3 separate regions of the Zea mays genome follow, and regions 1 and 2 are each linked to region 3. The links are chromatin contacts, called in public Hi-C maps. All regions are on one chromosome and are shown on one strand. The core of a region is the stretch at or near the end of the contact, and the rest is flanking DNA. Distances in the headings are between cores, read along the strand shown.

The links. A called contact is a pair of places that touch in the nucleus more often than the background predicts.
Region 1: a contact with region 3 is called in a Hi-C map of leaf mesophyll, with 4 times the contacts expected there. The contact joins the promoter of LOC103627164 here to the promoter of LOC100502245 in region 3. A contact is called at or near these places in 5 of 25 Hi-C or Micro-C datasets (bundle sheath, ear, endosperm and 2 more).
Region 2: a contact with region 3 is called in a Hi-C map of leaf, with 7 times the contacts expected there. The contact joins the promoter of LOC100381672 here to the promoter of LOC100502245 in region 3. A contact is called at or near these places in 3 of 25 Hi-C or Micro-C datasets (ear and leaf).

The regions. Positions count from the first base shown.
Region 1 is chr5:164,600,745-164,603,444 of Zm-B73-REFERENCE-NAM-5.0, forward strand. LOC103627164 (F-box protein At5g50450) reads right to left here and starts at 1,347. Exons shown (of 3, transcript XM_008647468.4): 1 at 1,032-1,347; 2 at 689-851; 3 at 1-473. The coding sequence starts at 1,204.
Region 2 is chr5:164,688,744-164,691,675 of Zm-B73-REFERENCE-NAM-5.0, forward strand. It overlaps LOC100381672, which reads right to left and starts at 1,266. Exons shown (of 28, transcript NM_001174485.1): 1 at 864-1,266. The coding sequence starts at 1,107.
Region 3 is chr5:164,188,357-164,191,187 of Zm-B73-REFERENCE-NAM-5.0, forward strand. LOC100502245 (Polyadenylate-binding protein-interacting protein 3) reads right to left here and starts at 1,542. Exons shown (of 15, transcript XM_008646000.4): 1 at 1,111-1,542. It overlaps LOC111589480 (U2 spliceosomal RNA), which reads left to right and starts at 132; the gene lies at 132-334.

The sequences.
Region 1 (2,700 bases), core at 97-2,596, 410 kb after region 3:
GGCAGCGGGTTCGCCGAGAACCAGTCGCACAGGAACCGGTTGGCCGGGTGCGCCCACCCCCGCAGGCTGGCCGGCACGGTGGTGAAGCAGCCGAGCTCGCTGGTGAGGCACCCGGGGTTGCCGACCACGTGGGCGTACGCCACCGCCTGCTCCGCCGCGGTCGGGTACGTGGCGCGGAACTCCCGCAGGTTGGCCGTGAAGGTGAGGCGGCGGCCGGCCTCGGCGTCCTGCCGCACGCCCAGCCCGTTGCTGACGCAGAAGGCCAGGTCGCGCAGCGCGCCCATGTGGCCGCGGCACGCCGCCAGCGCGAACAGGTTCGCGGCCGCCAGCGGCTGCCTCTGGTTGTGGTCGATGCAGCTGCCGTTGTAGTAGACGACGGCCGCGGCGAAGGCGGCGTGCGCGTGGCCCGACCGCACCGCCATCAGCATGCGGGACCACCCATGGGTCTGGAGCCCCAAGCAGTAGAACTGGATCTGTGTGTGTCGATCGGGTGCGTGCAGACAGAGAGAAGCCGAAAGATCCCCGATCGATGGACATGGATGCATCCATCAATCGATCAGTATGTATTCACTTCAGTTTATGTGATGTGCGTTCGTTGTCCGCGTAGTAGACTACTAAAGACAAGCACGCAGGACCACTTATAGTACTCGGGAGACGGGAATGAGACACACGGGCCGGGACGACGCACCATGCCGAGGAAAAAGTTGGCGTCCGCGTTGCCGTTGTCGCCGCAGAAGCGGAGGAAACGGTCGGCGGCTGCGCACCACCTGCGCGGGAGCACGGACACGCACGCCGCCGACGCCGCCCGGATCACCTGCGGGTTAGTCACCAGCCTGCAGAACTCCTGGCACCTGCATGCCATGGTTCGAAGCGGAGCTAGTAATAATCAACAATTAATTACTCCAAGCATGCATGGGCTCGTCCATGTCATGCTGTGCCTTCTTCCAGCAGAATCAGAGAGCAAACCAAAAAAAAAAACATGTAGCTAGCTAGGCTAGGATGCATGGGGTCCGGCCGGCGCGTGCACGTACACAAGCATGACGTTGAAGAGGTCGGCGGGCTTGTCCGCGGCCGACGACAGGGCGGTGAGCACGGAGAGGATCAGCTCCTGGGGCAGCACCTCGAACGCCCCCATCTGGTTCGCCACAACCCGTGGCGCCGCCCCCACCCGAGGCCTCTTCGCCTGCAGACACAGACTCACCATACTGCCAGTAGCTAGTGCTCCTTTCACTCCGATCCTCGGAGTGAAGAGAGAAGATGGAGATAGTTAAGCGGAGGCTGGCCATGGCGGTGCTATTTATAGCGAGGGGAGGAGGCGGGGTGGGCACGCAGATGCGGCGCGCGGCCAGTTTACCCAAAACCCCTGCTGCCCCCCGGGGTCGCGCGCCGTTAGTTAGGATCGACGGCATGTCCTCCGTCCGGGACAGCCGTTCGCCTGCTGCTTCGAATCGAACGTTTTGCATGCCCCCCAACAGGCCCACGGCCTTCCTAAGCTTGTTCGTACGTGGGCGCTCTTGCGTTAACTTTGGCCACCACTAAGACACTGAATTTTAAACATATATGCGATTTAATAGTTCATTAGAAAGATGAGAAATAATGTTAAAACATATATATAGTCACTTCATTATATGTTAAAACAAATTACGATGCGAAATGTTAAAACATACCACAAGAATGATAGATGTACTTTTACTGGAAACAATTCAAACATGCCACAAGAGCATATTAGAAAAGAACATGTAGCTAGATTGTGTGGTACGGTATTTGACAAGAACAACATGTAATATATAGTCACATGGGGACATTTTAAACCTGCCATCATAGATGGAAACACCTAAAAACAAATTTGAGTAGCAACAACACCTGTCTAGCAAATCCTTTCCTTGATCAAGCAAGAGGCGGACCGCTGTATTGACGTCGGAGACTCTAAGTTAGACAGCTTATTCGTGAGTAATCGCCTAAGCCCCATCTTTAATTTGCTAGGGGAGCAACCCGAATTGTAAAACAACACCCTGCCCATAGTAGTGTGTCCTTGCAACTTCAACATTTTCTCGATCTTCATCCAAAGATGCACAAACTTCTTTGCATGCTTTCGAAAAAAGAATGACAACAAAATTATATAGTGTTTTGCCATAGCAACAATTCAATTGTGCAACAAGAACCATCCAAACATAGATTGAGTGATCGTTAAGAAATTATCAGAGGAATTACAACAAAATCTCATAGAGAAAATGCTATCAACATAAAAGAATATTAAAAATATAATTTGAAAAATACAGGTTCGCCATGAGAACAATTAAAAATACCCCAATACAAAACTGTATTGATACAATATTCCTTATTAGTTCTTGATATTATATAAACCAAGGTAGTGTAGCAAAATATGTTGTATGACCGCGAGCAACTTGTGCTTATAGATAACGCCTCTTGTACTAATAATTTATGTGGTGGGGATGATAGTAGTTTCTATTATACATCTAATATATAATAGCTTGTGCACAAACAGTGTAGCAACTTTGCAGAACTTCATTTGTAGGTTAGGTTAACATCGCTGACATATAAATTGATAGTAAGAATAGTATTCCCAAAAGTATACAATATGGATCATGTTATGTTAGATTTATGATAAACATTGCAAAACAAAGATTAATGCCAAATAAAGAAAATGTTCATATTTGTAGGGATAATGGACTAGTATCG
Region 2 (2,932 bases), core at 16-2,515, 500 kb after region 3:
GTCTCCACAAATACAATGTTTTTTCAAAGTTTAGCATAACAGCAAATAATTGGTCAGAGATCGCCACCAAGTTGTGACTACCATCAATATCCTCACTAAGCCCTGGGATGAATATACTAGTCCTGTTGACAACTCCGAATGGCATAACAGCATCAACATTTGATCACCCTCATATTAATCTAAAACTCTTGATTGCAGTTTACCAGATTTAAACAAGCAGCCGATACAGTTGATAGAAGAATGTTTCTGGAACTGAAGGATATAACATGAAGTTTCCAGAAAGTTATGCTGCTAATACAAGCCACCTCCAAAATTGCAATTTTCTAAAGATGGACTGGAGTAAAAGGCGTGTGAACCCCATACAGAATATAGACCACTAGAAATAAAGATAGCTTATAATATTCTCCTATGAACCTTTTGTGCCCACTTCTCCCAGTCCAAAGTCGAAACAGTCGGCACGATCGCCTACAAGTTGCAATTTCTAATCCAAATCAACACAATCGAATAAATAAATAAATAAATAAATAAATAAATATGCATATGTATATATATATATGTATATATATATATATATATATATATATATATATATATATATGTATATATATATAATAGGTACTTAAAGTAAAAGACGATAGCAACACCATCGAATCTCTGCAGTGACACCAACATAGTACTAGTATTCTTATTTTCATGATTTTCATGGGAAAAAGGACGTTTCCAAATCTACCGGTACCAGTAGAGATTGGGGAAAACCGAATACCGATAGATCTTAGAACACAAACTCGACTTCCCCTAAACACGGACGGCCACAATCTCCGAAGAGAAAAGGCGACAAAAAAATCGGTTGCAGCTAGAGTCACCTCCTGCGAGCTGTGCGGGCTTGGGATTGGGCTCGGGCTGGGCCGCCCTGTCATCGAGCCCCGCGGGCGGAAGAAGGAACAAGGCGGGCGACGGGGCATTCCTCGCGGGCTCCTCCAGGTCGGCGCGGCCCCCGAACACTAGCCAGTCCGCGCCTCCACCGAGCACCGACGGCTGCGGTGCGTGGTGGCGCGCATCGCCGCCGGCGGCGACAGCGCCGCCGTGCTGCTGTTGGAGCGAGAGCATCTCCGCCCGTGCGGCGGGTAAGGAAAAGCCTCCCAGGCGCGGGCGCCGGCCGGAGGGCCCAGATCGCCGGACGGATCAACCCCTCGCGGCGCGAGAGGAGAGGGGGTGGGGGTTCTGGAGCCTGGAGGCTTCGAGAGAGCAGAGGGGGGGGACCGAATGGGGACTCGGAACTTCGGGGACGCACGGCAGGATGCTTCGAATTTTATATGAGGAGAGAGATGGGCTGTTTGTTTCGGCCTTTTGTCACTGTTCGGAAGCAACTTGTGGCATGTTTTGGAGCACTGTATTTTCTTAATTCTAAAATAATACCGTAGTATTTTGAGCGTACCATAGTAATTTAGGTCAAAGATGTTTAGGATAAATAATTAGTTTATATCAAAGTTTTATGCTGCACACAGCTACAATATTCTCTTTTTCCTACATTATAATTAAAATAATATGTCTCCAAACAGGTGTTAGATTGAACTGGTATAAAATATATCATAGTTATATCATAGGCTCGTAGCATATATTAAACAGTAGTACTTTAAACTGTGGTTTTGAGAAATAAAGTTCTCAAACAAGCCCCTAGATTTTAAGAATCCAGATTCTATCTCTTGTTTCTAGAAACTGGTTTAGGAAATAAAAATTGATTAATGGTGTTTGGAACCACTCAATTTTTATATATTGGCTTTAGCTAGAGGGGCTAGCTTCTTGGTATTTAAGAAACTGAGAATCCAGTTTCTATAAACTGGGACATAAACTAGTATGTTTGGAACCACCTCAGTTTCATAAAACCAGTTTCTTAAAAATTGGGTGCTTCCAAAGTGGCACTTAGTCATCTCCATACTCATATTCAAACTTCACTCTATAAAAAGTATAGTCTACAGTGTCAAGCATTATTTTAGGTGACCACATAGGTGCGTGTGAAGGAAGATGAAGGGTCCATATGGTTTCTATACTACTTATTAAGAGTCTAATGTAGACCATGCCCCCGCCCCCGCCTCCGTGACCCCCACGCACCCCACCCCCGCTCAGGTCCGCCCCCATCCCCTCCCCCCGCAGGTTCGTGACCGCCGCGCCTTCTTCCCCACACCCCGTCTTCGGATCTGCGACCGTCGCGCCCCCAGCCGTCTGCTTCAACCCCGGGCTGTGAGGAGAAGGAGGACGACGATGCGCGAACTGGCGGTTCTGCGGCGAGATGCGGTGGCCAGAGAGCGTCACCTTGGACCCTCAGGGTCGTGAGCCGTACACGAGCGTCGCTGACGACACCACGCTGCCAACCCTAGCCGCGCCTGCCTTCCTCCCCCGCTTGCCGTCGAGTATCGATGTTTGGAGGTGGGGGCGCCTTCGCCGGTGAGGTACCTGGTGGGGGCAGCGATCATGATGAGCGGCGTGGTACTCCCGCTGACGTACATGATCTTCCGCATCAAGAGCTCGCCGTCCTCTGCCTCCGCCGCGGGGCCCTCCTTCTCCAAGCAGATATAGGTGTGCTTTGTCTCTCTTCCTTCCTCACTCCATGAGATAGCGGTATGGCGACGCATCACATCTGCATGCTCGCATTTAACAAATTCGTGATGCGCCTTTGCTGCAGGAACAAGGGACTCATCTTAGCGAGTGGGTGGATCAATCGCCTCCCCCTGATGCTCTGATTGTTTTGGCATGGCGAGATCCTGCAACTACTCCTCGAGACTGGGCACCATCACGCCAAATACTAGCTGATTCCTTGGATTTGAGTGACAGGGCGTTTTGGATCTGCTGCGTGCGTGGGTGATCCAATCCAACAGGGCTCAGGTACGACGACAGGTACTACGACATGTACGACCCTTAATGTTGTGTCAGCTCA
Region 3 (2,831 bases), core at 292-2,791:
GAAATCACTCAAGCCCAACATGACAGGAAGCCACGTGCAGCGCTGCGCTCCCATATAGTACCACTTTGCTAGCTAAAGGAGGGCGAGCGATCGAGTGGGCTATAAAAAAGGGTCAGGCTTCTTTTCAACTCATACCTTTCTCGGCCTTTTGGGTGAGATAAAGTGTAATATTTGTTCTTATCAGTTTAATATCTGATGTGGACCATATGTTCACTTTGATATTAAATTTATTTTTATGGGTGTTAAATATGAGTGTGTGTGCGACGGGCATTGACTATATACAATATTAATGTTCGCTCCGAAGTGAACTACAGCAAACTTGAAGTATCTTTCCACGTGCTGTGTGAAAGAAAATATATGGATGGTAACATATGAGCAGACACATTTGCAGGAGCTCCTTTCATGTACTCCAAATCATTATGTTAGTACATAAACTGATCCATTCACAGGGAGTAATCATGGAATGTGATTGTGTAAGATGTTGAAAACAACTGGATCGTATGAGACTACATAAGATTTCATAAGACTAAGACCATTCATGTCATCTTATTGGATTTACCAGATGCAACATCATGTCAGCACGTTAAACACAAGCAACCAGATACTGATTCCAATAGCCTGATTGCTAGTATGATAGAGTAGGATTAGCAAGATGCAAAATCATTATATCACTTGAAATTTGGCACAGGTAGAGCTGCCCTCGTCATGGTAGCCGCTAGTTGGATAGTTAAACTACTTAGCCAAAACAAAGGATGGAAAACTACAAACAAAATATGGAAAACCACATTAAAATAAGAATGAGTTGCTATAAGCGCCTGACATATGCAAAGATTCGAGGCATGATACAATAAGCACATGAAATGGCAGGATCTCGTCACTGTGATCCCGGCAGCAGCTAGAAAACAAAATCCACGCAGAGCAACGGCTCCACCCCAGCTTTCCATCAGCCCACGCACCTCCAATCTCAGAGATCTAATCCATCGCACCTCGGTCTACGATCTCGAGCAGGCGACCGAGCGCGGATACACGCACCGCCCGTCTCGAATCCTGATCCAACAGAAGGAGCAGAGAGGAGGGAAGAGAGGCCCCACACGAAGGACGGTAAGCTACCTGCTCCGTCGGAGTCCTAGGGTTACGGTGCCGGCCGGATCGCCGCCGGGGACGGGCGTACGAGTCGAGGGCCTGCGGTAGCGAGCCGACGCGTGAACCGAGTGTGGAGCAGGGGGGCAGGGGAGAGAGACGCAGCCACCGGGACCCTGCTCCTGACGACGAAGGCGCGGCGGCGGCGGCGGCGGCGGCGGCGGGAGGTGGGGTCAGGCTGGGGTTGGGTCGCCGAGACAGCCGCTGTCGGAAGGCGGAAGGAAATCCGAATGAATCGGGACAGGCCGTGAGATGCGACGGCGTGAGGTGTTAGTTTTTCCTTGCCGGGTTCGGGCTTCGGCGGGCGGGCCGGTCCGCGGGTACGCCGCGTGGGCGGGCTGAGCCTGCGCTGGAGCTGCTCGTGAAAGCCGCGCGCCAGCTGCAAAGCGGTAGCCGACCAGTGACCACGCCACGGGCTTGGCCTTGGTGGGTTGGTGCCACCGTGACCGTGGGCTGTGGACGCTATTTCTTGTCCCCCCCTCCCTTTTCTTCCTTTTCTGTAAACGTCCTCCATTTCCGTTTCTCCAACATCTCCATTTTAAAATAAATACAGTTCTTGTTTGTTTATGGATTAAATGTTTTATATTTAACAAAATATATATAAATTAAATATGTTCTTAAATTTCTTTAGAGAGATAAATGTTATTAATATTTTATGTAAACCTGGTCGATCTTTAAAAAAAGTTTAATCAACACAAAACTTGTTGTGACACTTATTTTAAGACAAATATATATATATATATATATATAAGGGCCTGTTTGGCATGGCTCCAGAGCAAAACTCCAAGGAGGAGCTGGCCAGAGCATGCCAAACACCCTAACTCCAGAGTTGTAAACTCTATGGAGTTTTTGGAGCTGTAGTACAATTTTTTGGAGTACCTCTTTTGCTGCTCTGAAAACTCCAAAAAAGCAACCTAGTCATGGAGTTTTGAGTTATTTACCCGCCATTGCCACTAGTTATGAGAAACAATCTAAACTATGGAGCAGAGCTGCTCCACCCAGAGTTTTAGAGTAGAGCTGCTCTGGGGTGGAGCAGAGCCATGCCAAACACACCCTAAGTATCACTTAGATGATTTTAGAATCCCTTTGGCTTGTAGATTTTGATTTGGATGAGCTGATTTGTGCTCAATCAGAAACAATTGCCATGTTTGGTGGTAAGGAATTTGCTGAAATAGAAACTCGATAGTAACTTGTAACTGATGTTTGATTCGACGCTTTGAGAATCCCATATATTTGCATACGTACCTATAGGAGAAAGACAATAATGAAGATTGACTACATACTTGTCTCCACAAGTTGCATCTTAATACGGACATAATAAGGGTGTGTTTGGTTTCCACTTCCTAAACTTTAGTCACTTTAGTCCATGAAATATCAAACAGGATAAATAAAAATAGGTCTTCTAAATAAAATTTCTAGGAACTAAAGTTTAGAAGAGTGGCTAAAGAAATCAAACACTCTATAAATCAAACTTGTTAACCAAAGCTAATAAAAGACAGTCAAGTCTATTTTGCTTATCCCATATGAAAAGGAATAAGCATATGTGATTCGGTATGGTTAAGGGTTTAATGGTATTTAGGGTTGAAAATGGACGGGTAAAATCTCGTTTCGGCATATCGTTTTCTATATTTAACCCGTTTGTTTTCATATTTGCGAGAAAAATCGGAACGGAACGGAAACCGAGATGGAAC